Regions from separate parts of the Hordeum vulgare genome. Here region 1 is linked to region 2. A link is a contact called in public Hi-C data. All regions are on one chromosome and are shown on one strand. Each heading gives the region's core, a stretch centred on a gene start, on an enhancer-like site or on the middle of the called end of the contact. The rest is flanking DNA. Distances are from core to core; before and after follow the strand shown.

Evidence for each region. Hi-C and Micro-C count contacts between places; a contact is called where the count stands out from the background.
Region 1: a Hi-C map of seedling shows a contact between it and region 2, with 3 times the contacts expected there. The contact joins the promoter of LOC123446481 here to the enhancer-like site in region 2. A contact is called at or near these places in 3 of 6 Hi-C or Micro-C datasets (leaf and seedling).

The regions. Positions count from the first base shown.
Region 1 is chr4H:361,559,328-361,562,907 of MorexV3_pseudomolecules_assembly, forward strand. It overlaps LOC123446481 (heavy metal-associated isoprenylated plant protein 35-like), which reads right to left and starts at 1,821. Exons shown (of 3, transcript XM_045123064.1): 1 at 1,680-1,821; 2 at 1,500-1,575; 3 at 234-1,395. The coding sequence starts at 1,706. The coding sequence ends at 479.
Region 2 is chr4H:361,176,591-361,180,289 of MorexV3_pseudomolecules_assembly, forward strand. No RefSeq gene overlaps it. Among protein-coding and RNA genes, the nearest start is that of LOC123446480, 16 kb to the left of the region's middle. Within about 2 kb of position 2,186, at least 3 of the 3 cell types and tissues checked have open chromatin away from gene starts, as enhancers often do. A contact at or near this core is called in leaf and seedling, where this site is marked.

The DNA.
Region 1 (3,580 bases), core at 571-3,070, 380 kb after region 2:
ATTCATTTATTTTCTTTTGTATATATAGTCTTTTAGTGTAATTTTTTTTTAAAAGTTTTATACTCCCTTCGTCCGGAATACATCCATTTATATGATAAGTAATTCCGGACGGAGGGAGTATTTAGGAACAAAGCGAATAGTAATTAGTTAATTTCTCTAGAGAAGATTTTTTAGCTGTATTACATATAATCCGTTTCTCTCATGTTTTAGCTTATACAAAATGCCAGTGGTAGTAGGGAACAAGATATTTCATTGATGCTAGTACTACATGTAAAGGCGTATCCCATTACAATTACATGCTCTATTTAGAACAGAAATAGTAGCAATAACAAAAGAAGAAATTAAAGAGGAAGAAGAGAAGAAAAAAGGATTAGACAAGAGAGAGCTTTGACCTCCCAATCGAAGAGATTATCAAGACACTCTAGCTAGAACCAGAGAGGTCTCTGTTACGATTACCAAGCCCCGCCTCCCTCCTTGGTCACATGACGCTGCACGAGTTGGGGTTCTCGTCGTCGAATAGGCTGTACGAGTCGTGGAGCGGCGGCGGGGGCGGCGGCGACGCGTTCGTCCCGGGCGGGCTGTAGTAGTCTTGGTAGTAGGACTCCGGCGACGCGTGCGGGTACGGCATGTATAGGTATGATGGCGACCATTGCTGCATTGGCTGCGCGTGCTGGGAGTAGGCCTGCTGCGCCGGTGAGTGCTGCGTCATGGACGAGTAGCCGGCCTGCGGCTGCGAGTAGCCCTGCTCCGGCTGCGGCGCGTAGTGGGACACGCTGGCTCTCGGCTGCGCCATGTTGTAGCTCATCACCGGCTGCGGCGCGTTGTAAGGATTGAATTCGTGGTGCGGGTGCCTCGGCACATGCGCTGGCGCTGGGGGTAGGGACCTGTCCGCGTCCTTGGGCTTGCTCTGTTTCTTCTTCCCCTCGCCCTCGTTATTGCCGGCTTCCTTTGTGGTTTCCGCGGGCTCGGTGCCCTTTGCCTTGGGCTCGGCCGCCGCGCCCTCGCCGCCGGCTTTCTTTGACTCGTCGCTTGGTTTCGCCTCCTCTTTCTCAGCCTTCTTCTCAGGTTCTGCTTCCTTGTCCATCTCAGGCTTCTTCTCCGGGGACGTCTCCTGCTCCGGCTTCTTGTCCGAGCTGCTGGTCTGCGGCTCCTTGGCAGGCACCGCCGGCTTCTTGTCGGCCACAGCAGCATCGTTGCTGCCGTCCTCGGCCGGCGCGGGGGCATCGGTTGGGGTTGACGGCGACGGCGCAGGCTCGGGATTCTTGGCAGGCGTGTGTTGCCATGGCAGGGCCTGTTTGCCTGACTTGTGCAGCCTCTTGACGAGCGTCTCGGCGTCCACGGTGCCCGTCACCATCACCTTGTGCTGCTGGGCATCCACCTTCACGTCGTGCACGCCTGAACATCCCAACCAAAACGACAACCACTTGGTTAATTATAAGCCGAAAGCCACACGAAAACGCAACGCAAAATTGGCGCCAGGAGAAGGAGAGTGACGCTACCTTCGATGCTCTTGAGCACCTTCCGGACCTTCTTCTTGCAGCCATGGCAGTGAATGGTCACCCTCAGCACGAAGGTCTGCAGATCCCAAAAAATGTTACCACATGAGCAACTGAATTCAATTCATCGAGAAGAAGAGCATAGGGGTTGGTTCGTATTCGTAACGGGGCAAAATGGTGTACCTGCACGGCCGGTTGTCCCGACGCCATGGGATGGGATGGGAGTGCGCCCTGGGGACTGATCACCTTGTCTCGCTTGGGAAGCAGGCGCTCGAGTCTGTGGCTCTCAAGACGTTGCGAACTCAGGCAGGGGAGGCAGCAGATGCGGTGCTCAACTTTATAGGTGGATGCGGGGGCGGAGTACGACCACATAGGACACTGACATATGGGCCGGATGCTTTGCTGCTGGGGGCGTATTGTTAGTTTGTTAACACACCCGGCGGCGTTCCGTTCGTACGTACCAGGCGTCGTCAAAGAAGGCGTGCCGGTGGCTCCGCCCGCACTCGGATCCAGTGGCGGAGGACGAGTTTTTTCTCCCTCCATTCCTAAATATAACACCTTTTAAAGATTGTGCTATAGACTATATATCAAATAAAATAAATGAATCTACATTTTAAACAATGTCTATATACATTCATAAACAGTCTATAATAAAAATTTTAAAAAGTCTAATTATAATTTAGGAACGGAGGGAGTATAGTCGTGTGCTCGGCATGGATCGCTGGGTGGATGCTCCTGTGCTTGGCCTTGGTTTTTGGGGTTGTGTTGGGATGAACCCAACCCATATGACCATGTCCTACTTTTCCTTGTTTTTTCTTTCTTTCATCGATGCATGCGGCTGTATCTAAATGCATACGTACAAATCGACGTAACATGTACAAGTATACAAGATTTGCGCATAATCAAGATAGGGCAGACGCTCAGCCTCGACCTACCGGGTCCTTCGCCCGTGTTCGGATTGGATGCATGTTAGAGCATTTACACCGGACTTACAAATCCAGTCTTTTTCTTAGTGAAAGGAACACAATGCATTACATTAAGTATGAATGACGAGGATATTATCCCTAGGTATACTAAAAGTGGAGATTAGCCGTCTTTAAAACATTTGGGACCGCCTGCCTCCTTCCCCCGGACCGGCTAGCGATAGCCGGTCCGCCTGGCCGACGCGTGTCGGGCTGACTGGCGGGATTCGACCGGGCCGGCTGGCCCGTCGCCAGCCGGTCGGCCGGCTTCCGTCCCAACCGGCCTTAGTCTCGTACGAAGACAAGACAAGACGAATGATACACAGGCTCTCGTGGCAGCAGTACCCGTTCACATGATCGGCGTGGCCACGGGCGCAAAGACGAGACAAGGTGATCAGTCCCTGACCCCATAGAGGGGCAACCAGAAACAGATGAAGGCAGAGAGAGAGAAAGAGAGATCCGATACACACACCAGGAACACTAGAGAAACACCATGGAGGCAGTGAGGCCGGCTGCTAGAGCTCCGTCTCCCTCCTCACAAACAACTCAAGGAGCACCCTTTGTACTGTGATTCTCATATAGTCACACAAGCAGGACTAGGGGTTTTACCTCACCGGAGGGCCCTGAACCTGGGTAGATCGCGTCATGCGTGTTGCGCCTACACCCGTTCCCAGACACCGCTGGCACCCATCGGCCCCAAACCAGGAACTAAGCAACCCCTTGGCATTTGTCCCGAAAATACCACGACAGTTGACGCCCATTGTGGGGACGATAGCGACGCCGGCCGAGGTAACGTTCCAAGCGGGACCCTTCACCCCTTCTGGCGAGCGTGTGGTGCACGGTCCTGTTGTGCGCTACGACGCACTCGACAGCGTCAACGACAACGCCGGCCGTCTCGAGGACGCGGACTTCCCCGTTGACGGCTCCATTGTCTCTTTAGGCTTGCGCCGCATCTATGTTGCGGTCGTTGCCGACAAGTATCCCACCGAGGTGCTCAGCTGCGATAAGCTGCCGCCATCCGACGAGAGCGACCTCTCCCGCAGCATCAACGATCTCTGCGACCGTGTGAAGGTGCTCACCACCGCCTCGCTGGGTGGCCACATGGCCGACGACCAAGGCTCC
Region 2 (3,699 bases), core at 936-3,435:
GCACACGTCGGTGTTGCCAGCACCGGGCATGCGGAGACGGGGACCTGCACACAACATGTACGCCATGTCGAGGAGGCTAGCAGAGAAGGACTCGACGACGGTTACGGCGCAAATCGGCGGGGTCGATGTTGCCCGCGGTGGTCGGCGTAGATGAAGCGGTCGGGGAAGACGACGGCGACGCTGGCGATGAGCTAGTGCTGGACGGAGATGAAGCAAGTGGACGGGCGATGCGACTTGGGTGAGCGAGCTGCAGCAGCGCCAAAGAAGAGCGGCGGCGCGGCCTGATGGCGGCGGCGCCGGCTGGTTAGGAGCGCGGCGGCGATGCTCGAAGTAGGCGAGGAAGAGCCCGATACCATGACGAAGACCGGCGTGGATGATGGCATTCCCGCGCCGAAGGAGATGGCGCGGCACATACCACAGGAACTCGACGCGCGGGGACGGCGGAGTGGACCATGCGCCGCGACGCTACGACCCGAACGGGCGACGAAGCGGCAGCGCGCGGGTCGGGGTGATGGCGGAATACCTCGGGGTGGCGGTGTAGACCGCGTGTCGCAATGCTACAGACCGAAGGGGCGATGCAACGGCGGTGCGCGGGTCGGTGCAGCGACGAGGACGGCCTCGGGCGGCAGCGGGGACCGCGTGCCGCAGCACTACAACCCGAAGGAACGGTGTAGCAGCGGCTCGCGGGCGACGGCGCTGCGGCCCGATGGGGCTACGCACGGCAGCCCGATGCTCGATCGGTGGAGGGGCGCGCTTTATTCGGGACAGTCTTCACGAGGCCTGTGGAGGCGCGCGCAACCAACGGGCCAGGTCGGTCGCACGACATAGATGAGGCAGATCGCGGGCGGGCGGGTGATCAATCCGATCGCACGCGAGGTCGTGGAAGTCGTTCAGTGGAGGCGGGGTGGCGGCCAGGCCCGGCAGCCAGCGCGACGCAGGCGGCCCGAAGCAGCCGGCGTGACGCAGGCAGCGGAACAGTCGGCCTGAGGCGGCCGGTGCGAAGCAGCCGGCAAGGACGGAGCTGGAGCCGGCACGACGCAGCTGGCGTGAGGCAGGCGGTGTGGCCGGAGGCGGCAGCCACCCCGAGGTAGGCGGCGCGGTCGGAGGCGGCAGCTGACCCGACGCAGCCAGCCCAAGGCACGCGCTGCGGTCGGAGGCGGAAGCCAGCCCGACGCAGCCGACAGCCAGCCCGAGGCAGGTGGCAGGGCTGGAGGCGGCAGCCGGCCCGACGCAGTCGGCCCATTGTAGCCGGCTCGAGGCAGGCGGCGGCCCGACCGTACGAGGCGACGGTGAAGATCGACGGGCAGGCGGCGCGCGAACGACGGCTGTGATGGGCCGCCGCATGGCGTGAGGCCGTCGGGTCGAGGCGATGCAGGCGTCCCGATCGGAGGAGGGCGATGACAACCGGCGGAGATCGATGGGCGTGCCGGCGTGTGGTCGACGGTGTTGAGTACCCGCCGGGTTTGCGCGAGGCCGCCGGGTCGCGCCGATGTCGGAGTAGAGGCGTGGTGGTCGTCGGCGGCGGCGGGCGACGCAAACTGATCTTAGATCCAAAAACCAAAAAGAAAGAGCGCCGATCAAGAGACCGACATGAGAGAGAAAACCCGGATGAGGAGATCGGGAAAAAGACTCTCTAGGGCAGCCGGTCAACATGACCGACGGACGAACCCTAGGTACGGGCGGCGCGGCCCCGGCGGCGGTCATGGAGGCCGACCGCCCTAGGGGCGGCGCGCGGGGCGGAAGCTGTGGCGGCGGCTAGGTCAAGAAACTTGCGGCAGATACCATATTGAACGGGATAAGAGGAATTGATGGAATAGTTGTTGTATTGCTTGAGCCTCGTGGACATATATATATAGAAAATATATATAGGAATATATGATCATCTTAAAGTATAAGTTAAGACGGAAACAAATTCTAGTTTATGTGTGCTTTCCTAAACAATAATGTTACTCAACATCGAAGGTGGGAGAGAGGCCGGTGACGGCTCGATCTATGGTTCTGCCAGGGCTGCCCTAAAGGCGACATGGGGGATGGTAATCACTGCTCTTGATTAGTTAATTTAAAAATTTATTTAGTTAAGTTGATTTAGAACGCGTTGTTGGAAAACAGCCATGTGCATGTCCTACTCGCGTTGTTGGAAAACACGGCTGTCCTTCTCACCTGTTGTTGTTGTCATGCCTGCCAGCATTGCGGGCCTTACCGTCGGTCCTTTGTTGTGTCGTCTGCCGGCAACTACGGGTTGGTTGCTGCACCATTAGACTACTTATAATGACCAATAACATAGACTAGTAACGTATACTTCCTTCGTTTTTAAATATAAGTTTTTTAAGAGATTCCATTAAAAGACTACGTACGGATGTATATAGACATACTTTAGAGTATAGGTTCACTCATTTTGCTCCGTACGTAGTCCCTTAATGAAATTTCTAAAAAGACTTATATTTAGGAACATATGGAGTATATGTTACTAGTCTAAGTTACTACCTTCATAGTGGATAGTAACATAGGGTTAGTAACATTGAGCCTATTATTTATTAGGCTATAGACTCATCTTGCCTTGGTATCCATTATGTTACTTAGAGGAAGTACAATAGTATAGCCAGCTGCTGGCTATAAGCTATTGACATGTCATCTATAACTCATCTTATAGCCAACATGTACAATAGTTCATTACAAAAGTGTACTACTTCTTTATTATATGTTTCACCTTTCATATTCATAAAATGCCTAGGAGGACGTGCTAGAGCTGACTATTAGCTAAGAGTAAGTACAATAAGGTACAGTCTGCAGGCTGTAAGGATTAAAATATTATATTTTTGTTGAGTTGGATGAGAGAGAAGAGGAGAGAGAAGGAAAACGGGTTCTTCGTGAAGAGCCAACTCTAGCACGTGCTCCTAGGTGCTTTGTGAGAATGAAAGATGGGCCATATATGATAAAAGTAGTACTCTTTTACAGCTAACTATTGTACAAGCTAGCTATAAGATGAGCTATAAGAATGCTTATAGCCAACAGTTGGCTATACTATTAACCATGCTCTAAGAGCCCGCTTACCTTCTCTCTTCTCTTTTCTTTCCTCTAACTAAACAAAAATATATTAGTTTATTCCTTATAGCCAGCTGACTCAGCTCTATTGTACTTGCTCTTATAGAGGTAGTAACATGCTAAGTTATTCATTTTCTATCTCTTCTTATTTATTAGTTGTCACATCATATTTTTTGCTTAGGTGGCACTTATACTACTATCTATGTTACTTTTATTATGGGTACATCAGGGGTCCTATTTTTGAGCTCACGCCCATAGATCATGAGAACAATCGGTATTCTCTCAGCCATCGATAAACAATGAAATTACTTTTTTTAGAAGTGATCAAATTACTTGAGAGCCAGGCGTGCTATGCACTATCCAGGCATTTCGGCCTCCTAGCTCAACTAGACCTACCTGTTTGCTCAATCAGACCTACAACAAGAATTTTAGGGCCTAGAATTTATGAGCCCTGTGCGGGCCGCTTAGTTTGCACACCCGTGGGCTCGGCCTTGGACGTAAAGTCCCGCCGGTATATCGCTTGTAAGCCGTCGCAATGAGAAGTTAATTGTTTGTAAATTCTCGACTTTTGTAACCTTTCCCGACATACTGAAGATTAGTAGGTTGATGTCCGTGTGTTTTTCTCTATCATGTTGGAGTGGTTTTTTGCGTTAAGTC